Linked DNA regions of Sus scrofa: region 2 is linked to region 1. The links are chromatin contacts, called in public Hi-C maps. All regions are on one chromosome and are shown on one strand. Each heading gives the region's core, a stretch centred on a gene start, on an enhancer-like site or on the middle of the called end of the contact. The rest is flanking DNA. Distances are from core to core; before and after follow the strand shown.

What was found. A called contact is a pair of places that touch in the nucleus more often than the background predicts.
Region 2: a contact with region 1 is called in a Hi-C map of heart right ventricle, with 4 times the contacts expected there. The contact joins the promoter of ATAD5 here to the promoter of C12H17orf75 in region 1. A contact is called at or near these places in 1 of 5 promoter capture datasets (fetal liver) and 1 of 47 Hi-C or Micro-C datasets (heart right ventricle).

The regions. Positions count from the first base shown.
Region 1 is chr12:42,610,718-42,615,645 of Sscrofa11.1, reverse strand. It overlaps C12H17orf75 (chromosome 12 open reading frame, human C17orf75), which reads right to left and starts at 3,658. Exons shown (of 10, transcript NM_001195120.1): 1 at 3,480-3,658; 2 at 2,713-2,793; 3 at 33-158. The coding sequence starts at 3,619.
Region 2 is chr12:42,917,570-42,922,818 of Sscrofa11.1, reverse strand. ATAD5 (ATPase family AAA domain-containing protein 5) reads left to right here and starts at 2,381. Exons shown (of 23, transcript XM_021067456.1): 1 at 2,381-2,837; 2 at 4,946-5,249. The coding sequence starts at 2,790.

The DNA.
Region 1 (4,928 bases), core at 2,409-4,908:
AAAGCTCAGGACACAGCACATTTGACACTGACCTCAGCTCCACAGATGCAACATTACCCAGCCCTTCAAAGACCGCTCCTTTAGAGAGACGCTTAGCAATGAAACTGTGCAGCTCGGGCTCCACTTCAGAGGGTAGATTAGTATCCACCAAGGAGAGGCTGTCAAGGGAAAGACACATGCATTCACACCCCTTAAGTCAGACAGGATATTGCTAAAAGCCTTCCTTAAGGCCTCGGAAAAGCGTTCCGTCTGACTCCTGTTGGTGAGGCTCCTAGGAATGTGTGTCACCAAGTGTGAGCGACTTCATCCTTTAAAACAGGCCTATATTTCCAAGTCGTTCTCGCTAGTGTTATGTCTCCACTGGGACCTCAATCCACTGGCCTCTTTTTCACAATCCTGTCCTCATCCTTACCTCCCTCCTCCTCACCCAGCTTAAATTCCAGGGTCAGCTGCTAAAATCACACCCCTGCACACACTCTCATTCAACTCCTTTCTTTTCACCTTCTTGTATTTGTTTAGCAAAACCTCAGCCCTGGTTAATCCAGCTCCCTACCTGCTCTCCACCCGCACCTCTGTAGTTGAACGTGGTTGGACAAAAACCCACATCCAAGTGTCTAGTCTCATTTTAAATGAATGACCAGCAGCCTCAAAGGGGCCCTTACTGCTGCCCAGCTATCACTGCATTTCCTGGTTCCCTCACTCTTCTACTCTCCCGGATCGTGGTGTCACGCCTCCTCTTCTCTCCTCAATGCTCTGACCACCTATGACGCATGAATAAACACATCAGCTTAGTGATCATTATTGAACCAAAAATAAGCATTTCAGTTTATCGAGACTGAACTGAAACAGAAACTATAGGAGTTCCTGTTGTTGTTCAGCAGGTTAAGAACCCGACTAGTTCTTTCTACAGGTTCAATTCCTGGCCTTGCTCAGGGAGTTAAAGGATCCAGCATAGCCATGAGCTGCGGTGTAGGTCGCAGACTCGGCTCAGATCTGGTGTTGCTGTGGTTGTGGCTGTGGTGTAGGCCGGCGGCTGCAGCTCCAATTCGACCCCTAGCCTGGGAACCTCCATATGCTGTGGGTGCAGCCCTAAAAAACAAGACCAAAAAAATAAAATAAATAGAAACTATAATTTGAATATGCAGGGAGAAAAGATTTTCTGTCACCATTTCCCAATAGAAAATTTAAATCCAACACTTTTTGTGTCTTTGATTTCACTTTATAGAAAATTTCAAACATATAAACAGTAGAGAGAATAATATAATGAACCCACATGGACCTAGCACCCAGTTTTGACAATTAGCAGCTTATGGCCAATCTTACCTTATTGCAACACCTGGAAAATTCCTTAAATCATCCATCATCCAGTCAGGGAATACCCTACTTTGCACAAAGTGTTGAGGTTCATTCATTCATTTGATAAATATACATTAAATGTCTACCCTGTGCCAGGCACCACTCAAGGTACAAGGTAGGGAGACATCAATGAACAAAGATAGCAATCCTGCTGACTTGGAGTTTACATTTTAGGGCAATAGTGGAGCTATGAAAGGGTATTCAACAGGTGAAAAGGGAGAATTTAAAGTTTTCTTCTTTTTTCTTTTTCTTTTTTTTTTTTTTTTTTTTTTTTTTTTGTCTTTTTACGGTTGCACCCCCAGCATATGGAAGTTCCCAGGCTAGGAGTCGAATTGGAGCTACATCTGCCCTGCCCACCTACACCACAGCCACAGCAACACAGTATCTGAAGCAAGTCTCTGCACCTACACCACAGTTCACCACAATGCTGGATCCTTAACCCACTGAGCAAGACCAGGGATGGAAGCCTGTGGATACTAGTCCAGCTGTTACCACTGAGCCATGACAGAAACTCCTAAAGTTTCTTTTTTTTTTTTTTTTTGTCTTTTGCCATTTCTTGGGCCGCTCCCGCGGCAATGGAGGTTCCCAGACTAGGGGTCCAATCGGAACTGTAGCCGCTGACCTACACCACAGACACAGCAATGCGGGATCTGAGCCATGTCTTCAACCTACACCACAACCCACTGAGCAAGGCCAGGGATCGAACCTGCAACCTCACGGTTCCTATTTGGATTCGTTAACCACTTAGCCATGACAGGAACTCCTTTCTTTCTTTTTTCTTTTCTTTTTTCTAAAGTTTCTTGTTTTGTTTTGTTTTGGTCTTTTTGCTATTTCTTGGGCTGCTCCCGCAGCATATGGAGATCCCAGGCTAGGGGTGGAATTAGAGCTGTAGCCACTGGCCTACGCCAGAGCCACAGCAATGCAGGATCCGAGCTGTGTCTGCGACCTACACCACAGCTCAGGGCAACACTGGATCCTTAACCCAATGAGCAAGGCCAGGAATCGAACCTGCAACCTCATGGTTCCTAGTTGGATTCGTTAACCACTGAGCCACGATGGGAACTCCTCAAGTTTCTTGATACCCATATAATATTGAATATTTACCGGAGTTCCAATCAAGAAGTTCAGAATAACCGTCTGGCTAATCATGAGAGACACTAACAGTATTTGAATCTGCCCCAGCCTTGAATCAGTGAACTAACAAGGAAATCAAGATGAGGATCCTAGGGGATCAGTGGGCTTGATGGTTTGACTCAGGGAAAGCTGAGCAGATAGGGCACCCCCTGACATCCATAAGATAGATAGATGCCCTTAAGATAAAAGCACATACACGGGTCACCGCCAAGCTGTTTTTACCTGAAATCATCACCAGAGGGAGTTTCTGTATTTGTGCCACTCGGACTTCCATCATCACTGTCGGCTTGCTGCTGTGCCAATCTGCAAGCCACAAAAGCAATTCAGCTATCAGCTACGGGTTCTAACTCAAGGGAAGTAGGTGTGTGGTGGGGGAGGCGCTCGCAAGTAGGGTAGGGGCAAAAAGTCAACTAAAAAGCCGCAAGGTTGAAGTCCGCGAATCCTCCACTGCCTATCCTCACTGATAGAGAAAAGCCATAAAATAGCGCTGACAAGAGCCCTTTCTCTCTCCAGGCCACCTAGGGGGTGGGGGAAATTAAATTAAATATCCCGAAGAGTCAAGGAAATGTCCTCTTAACACAGAATTTACAGGGCCAAAAGAACCCCAGGAAGTCTGCTCGGCAGCAAAAACAGAGGGTCACCAGAAGGTGGAGGTGGGGACAAGGATGTGGGGGGTGGGGATGAAAGGGGGAGACAATGACAGGAAGGACATGGGATGGAAATTAACATTATTGAGCGTGCGAGGTACTGCGCTAAACAAAAGGCAGGGGCGACAGGAAGGGGCTGAGATGACAAGGACTGGGCAGAGGCACGGGAGGGCCAGCACAAAAGTCCAGGCCAGGAAGTACGGCTTGAGCCGAGAAGGGCCCTGAGGGCCAGAGACCTCGGCTGGGAGGGGAGAAGACGGCGTTTGGGAGCCGCCAGCCTGCGGGACCCGGGGGTGAGCGGCTGGGCCGGGGCGGGGCCACAGAGGCGGCCGGGCGCTGCACCTGCTTCCGCGGTAGCTGTAGAGACAGTAGTGGCTGCTGGGCGGCGGTTCCAGCCTCCGCTCCTCAGCGGAGCCACCCTCCTCGCTGCTCTCTAGCTCCTTTTCATCCCCATCCAGCGATTCCTGCAACGAGGGGAGCATCGCGGCGGCCTCAGAGCGGCCCTGTGTCCCCGCCAAATCGCTCCCCCGCTGCCGTACAGTTCTCGGTGGCCGGGCTCGGCCGGGTCCCCGCCCTTGCGCATCTGCGTTCCGCCGTTTTCCCGTGTTCTCAGGCCGGGAAGCTGGTCGGCTAGGCTGTTCTCCCTGGGGGGGCCGGCGCCGGGCGGGGTGCTGAATTACCTCTACGATAAGACCTCTGCCACTTCTCTCTTAATTCCTTTTTCTCCTCTGCGTATGGTTTCAGACGTCTAGGAGACAGTGTGTGATGAAGGTGGTACAACTTGCTAGCCTTTTAGAGCGTGGCTGCTCCTCCTTCTCCTTCCCAACGCGGGAACACAAAGCACTACACCAGTTTGACCAAAGATTTAAGAATTTGAATTCTAAACCCTCCCCAAAAGGTGAAAATATGGGAGACTTAAAAAACAAAAAAACAAAAAAACCATTGAAGAAGGCTTTTCTAAACAGAACGAAACACTTAGAAGACCTATAGAAAAAGAGTAATAGGAGCTCCTGTTGTGGCGGAGTGGTTAACGAAGCCGACTAGGAACCATGAGGTTTCGAGTTCAATCCCTGGCCTTGGCTCAGTGGGTTAAGGATCTGGCGTTGCCGTGACCTGTGGTGTAGGTTGCAGACGCGGCTCGGATCTGGCATTGCTGTGCTCTGGTGCAGGCCGTCAGAAACAGCTCCTATTCGACCCTAGTCTGGGAACCTCCATATGCTGTGGGAGCAGCCCAAGAAATGGCAAAAAGACAAGAAAAAAAAAAAAGAAAAAAGAGTAATAGATCTGACTAGTAAAACCTAAAATCTTCTGTGTGGCCCAAAGTCAAAACAAACTGGGGAAAATATTTGCAATATATATAGTAAGTGAAGGGCTATCATTTGTCAATAAATAAAACAGACAATGGGAAGTTCATAGAAGAAATTAAAATGAAGAATACATAAATTTCATATTAAACTTACTGTACTACTTTCACTAGCAGATTATCAGAAATTTAAAAATTTGGGAGTTCTGGTCATGGCTCAGCAGTAATGAACCTGACTAGGATCCATGAGGATGCAGGCTCGATCCCCGGCCTTGCTTAGTGGATTAAGGATCCAGCTTTGCTAGTGAGCTGAATAGGGCTCTGTTCCAGCGGTGCTGTGGCTGTGGTGTAGACCAGCAGCTGCAGCTCCAATTTGACTTCTAGCCTGGGAATTCCCATATGCCACAAGTGCGGCCCTAAAATAAAAAAAAAAAAAAAGAGCCTGGGAATTCCCATATGCCACAAGTGCGGCCCTAAAATAAAAAAAA
Region 2 (5,249 bases), core at 1,132-3,631, 310 kb before region 1:
GCTGCTATGAACATTTGTGTCCGAGTCTTTTTTGTTTTTTGTTTTTTTTTAGGGCTGCACCCTTGGCATATGGATGTTTCCAGGCTAGGGGCTGAATTGGATCTGTAGCCATAGGCCTATACCACAGCCACAGGAACCCCAGATCTGAGTTGCATCTGAGACCTACGCCACAGCTTGCAGCGACGCTTGGTCCTTCAACCCACTGAGGGAGGCCAGGAATACTAATCAGGTTCTTAACCTGCTGAGCCACAATGGGAACTCCCCTAACACATTTTGCTTTATTTATCACAGCATGAAGTGGCTTGATATGGGATGTCAGCTCCCAGACCAAGGATGGAACCCAGGTCGCAGGGGTGAAAGCGCCAAACCCTAACCACTAGACCACCAGTGACCCTAACACATTTAAATGCTGTTATTTGGAAGAATAAAAAGCACTAGAGACATACCCTATAATCCAGCAATTACATGTGTTCAAGGAGACAAGAATTTTCATTGACTCATGGATAACAGAAAATAGAACTTCAATTGTCCTTACTAAGGAAATGGATCTATAAAATGTGCATAGTTGATCCTGCTGAATAGGGAACTATGTCTGGTCATTTATGGAGCATGATAATGTGAGAAAAAAGAATGTATGCTTGTATGTGTAACTGGGTCACCTTGCTGTACAGTAGAAAATTGACGGAACACTGTAAACCAGCTATAATGGAAAAAATAAAAATCATTATAAAATAAAACGTGCATCATTGGGTCAAATGCTCAGGTATGAAAGGGAATGAATCAGGCCTGAATGTATCATGGATTGACAGCTTTGGAAAACTGAAGAATGAAAAAAAGTAAATTGCTAAGTGATGTTTACATTGTTACTCTTTTTTTTTCCCCCAGTAGTGTGCAGGGACTTGCTGTGGGATCTTAGTTCCCAGACCAGGGATGGAACTAGGGCCAAAGCAGTAAAAGCACCTAATCCCAACCATTAGACCATCAGGAACGCCCCTATATTGCTAACTTTCATGTAAAGGAAGACAAAATGAAAGGCTTTTCTATGGATACATATACGTTCGTAAAAGTATTAATAAAGGCTGCAGTGGTATCCACGGAATAGGTGATATTGGCTACCTTTAGAGTGAAGAGACTGAGTTTTGGGGTGGAAATCAAGGACACTTTCAGATTTTTTTCTGTAATTTTCTAATTGATTTTTCCTCCTTTTCCTCCTCCCTGCTCTTGCTCCTCCTTTTTCTCATTCTCCTCTCCCTCCTCCTTGAGTGGTTGGTGTTCCCATACCCAGTGGGTTATTAAAAAAACAAACCATAACAACAAAAGAGTTTATATTTAGTGCAATCTCCCTAAAAACCACATCCAAGGCAAATAATTTTCAAAGGAAAAGTAACTACCATTTATTTCATCGGAAAAATTTGTACCCTTCATGTTGTCCAGACATAAACCATACACACAGACAATAATGTGAACAGTTAAAATCAGTTTGCATAACCCGACCTAACAAGGTGGCTTCCCGTTAATATTTGATAGGTACATTTACCTGTTTTGTTTCAGCCCTTACATATCCTGCAGATAAAACTATGGACTCAAAGAAAATAAACATACTCTTGTATATTGCAAGTTTAATGTAAAAAAGCAAAGTAAGGCAAATTCATGAAAACAATGAAAATGACGTATGAGATTATCATCACTACAAACTAGCAAACTACAGGTACCCTGCGACAGCTGGAACACACGCCAGCCAGCTGAGGCCATGAACTTGGGCTCCTGGCTTCTTGCTAGGACGAAATCCATGGGAAAAAATGCCTCCTGAGCTCAATTAGGGGTAAAGGTCAATTCTCGGACCCCTAGTAGGTAGCGAGGTAGGTCGCTTGCCAAAGTAACATTTTAAGTCGTGTGGAAGGAGTGTAATCAACAGCTATTCCCTTTCCTGTATTTTTCGAATTTACACTTAAATGGGACTAGTCTAGGTCGTCAAAAGTCTAGGGTTTTAATTCTGCCACCAACGGACTTTAGTCAAATCACATTCTCATCCGTGAAACTGGGGTGAGGAGTTTGAATCTCCAAAATCTCCGTTACTTTTACTTGTTTTTCAGCCGAACAGGTGGAATATGGACGTTTCGGGGCCAGGGATGGAATCCCAGCCGCAGCTGAGACGTACCCCACATACTCTGTATTTTGCAGCTACGGCCAGGCGAGATCCTTAGCCTATTGCGCCCGACAGGGGGATCGAACCGCTACTCATCAGCGACCAGAGCGGTTGCGGAAAACAACGATCCCAGCTACGTTTAGAGCCAAATGAATAATCCCGCCTCCGGCAGTTTCGCCTAAGAACCATTTTGGCCTTCTCGGCTCACCGTCCGCGCAGCCTCCGGAAGCGATCTAAGCTCCGCCCCCTGCGCTCCGGACGGCGCGAAAACCCAATTGACAAGAATTCCCTGGGAAGCCCGCGGGTTGGGTCTACGTTTGGCCTGGTTTTCCCTCCGAGGTCCTGGGCCCGACGTCGGAATTGGAGTGTCCTCGTTGGAGGTACCCCCCACCGACCGCGCTACAGGGTCCTCTTCGCGCTTTCTCACCACCTCTTCCCGCGTTCGAGTCAGCTGAGCTCTCGGCCCAGCCTTTGCGACCACCCGGGCGGTGGACGCGGGGGGTTCCAGGCAGACCCCGCGGCCCAGCTTCTTGCTCCCGTTGGAGCAGGCTGCCTCCATGGCCTCCAGACAGGTCGGACCGGGCTGCGTAAGGTCCTAGGAGCTGGGATTCCGGGAAGCAGGGAGCATGGTGGGGTCCTGGCCATGGCGGCTGCAGCTGCCACCCCTCCGGTGAGGGATTACGAGATTGAGGTGAGCTTGAGTATCTCTATTTGTTGGAGGTGGGTGAAAGAGGGTTCTGATCTAGGATCTATGAGGGGAAAGAAGGGACCTGGTGAGGCCCCTTTGTTGTGTCTTTGGGTGGAACAGTCGCTGGAGTGTGTCCTAAAGCCGCGGTAGGTACCCATAAACATTAGGATTGAGGATGTTGAGGGGCCTAGTTAAGGACCAGTTTATAGATCCTGAAATGTTCCTGAAACTTGATAATTTGGACTAGTGAAATGTCATGGAGTCTTCCAGGGTCAAGTCTGGATAAGGAATCACAGAACTTTAGCGTGGAAAAGAATCTTTTTGTCCACCCACCTGTGCTAGGAATAGCACTTGGTGTGTCACTACAGGAATCAAACAAGGTACATAATTTAAAAATCACTTTCTCATTGCTCTAGAACTTAAGATACTGCAGGAAGAAGTCTCAGCTTGGTATGCTGTTTATTCTTATGTGTTCTAGTTTCAGTGAAATGCACTAAAGAGATTCTAATGTCATAAAGTAGTGGAGTATCATCAAGTAGACAATTTTGCTATATTTTCACACCTTTTCATCCCAAGCTAGCCTTGTAACTGACATATGCATACTGGTGTCATTGAAGTGAGCCAAGACATAGGTTCACTCACTGAACTGGGACTGTTTCTTACTTTTTAGTATTGAGTACTTTTGGGAGTTCCTGTTGTGGCTCAGTGGTAATGAACCTGTCTAGTGTCCATGGGGTTGCAGGTTCAATTCCTGGCCTTGCTCAGTGGGTTAAGGATCTGGCATGGCTGTGGCTGTGGTGTAGGCTGGCAGCTGCAGCTCCAGTTTGACCTCTGGCCCGGGAACTTTCATTTGCTGTAGGTGCGGCCCTAAAAAGCAAAAATAAATAAATAGAATTGAGTACTTTTTGCCTTCTTGTTAATATTTGTTATGCAGATGCTTGTTTGCTGGATCAAGGCAGTTGCTGGGTTTGTCTTGGGTGTGAAGAATTTTTGATAACTTGAATTACGCAATTCTTGCTTTTTGTTTGGTCAGTTTCTGAATCTTTTTGTTACAATTTCTTCTTTTGGTGCCCTGCTTAGAGTACTATTTCAGGGCACCAAATATTGTTTAGTATTGTGACAGTAAAGGCCTTATACACATTATTTTACCTAATAGCAATCCTGTGTTGAGGTGTTATTATCTGTATTCTAAAGATGAGAGAAAGTTAAGAATTAAAAGTTGAATTAAGGTAGAAAAATAAATTAGAAAATTAAAAGTAATTTGCTTAGGGTCCCATGCTGGTAGCTTTCAGAGCCAGCACTCAAACTTAGATCTGCTTGACTCCAGAGCCTCTGGTACCATCTCAGGATAATAATAATACTAACAACTCATTAGCATTTCTTCTAATACATTTACCATTTCATTTTAAGATGTAAAGTTTTAATCTGTCTCTCTTTTGCCTCATGTTTATCCAAATGGTTAGAAATTTGCCCCAATGCTATGTATTAACTTCTTTGCCCACTAACTTGAGTGTAACTATTGTTACATTTATATATACCAAAGTCTTAAATATACATGTATCCTTTTCTAGTTTTTGTGTCCATTCTGTTAAGTTGCCTGCCTATTCATGTCACACATTCTTTCTTTTTCTTTTTTTTTTTTTTTTTTTGGTCTTTTTAGGACTACCCACGGGATATGGGGGTTCCCAGGCTAGGGACTGAATCAGAGCTGTAGTCACTGGCCTACACCACAGCCACAGCAATGCCAGATCTGAGCCATATCTGTGATCTACACCACAGCTCACAGCAACACTGGATCCTTAACCCACTGAGCAAGGCCAGGAATTGAACCTGCATCCTCATGGATACTAGTCGGGTTCATTGTCACTGAGCCACAATGGGAACTCCTAAAGCTCTTTTTCCCCCTAGTATATCATGTATATCAACTAAGGGAAGCTTCCTTTTTTTGTCCCATTACATAAAATAATAGATCCATGTTTAACATTTATGTTTTGAACTCCATATGCCACGGGGTGCCTAAAAAAGAAAAAAATACAATAGAATAAAATAAAATTTATGTTTTGTAGTATTTTGCTTGAAATAAGTGCTTTTTCCTTCTTTTAAATTGATAGGCATGCAAGAAGCGAAGGAAAGATGATGACAGAACTTCTTGTAAAACAATTACAAAATATTTATCACCAGTCAGGAAAACTGGAGACAGGGTTTTCTCTCCACCAAAATCCAGTAACATTCTGGATTATTTTAGAAAGACTTCACCCACAAATGAGAAGACCCAGACAGCAAAAAAGTACAAGATAAAGTCATCCACACCATTGCCTGCTGACCGTGGCAAAGCCTGTAAAACACCTTTGGAAATGTCCTCAAATACAGAGTGTAAGAAGAGAGGAAAGAGGCTTAATTTATCTCCTCAACTAA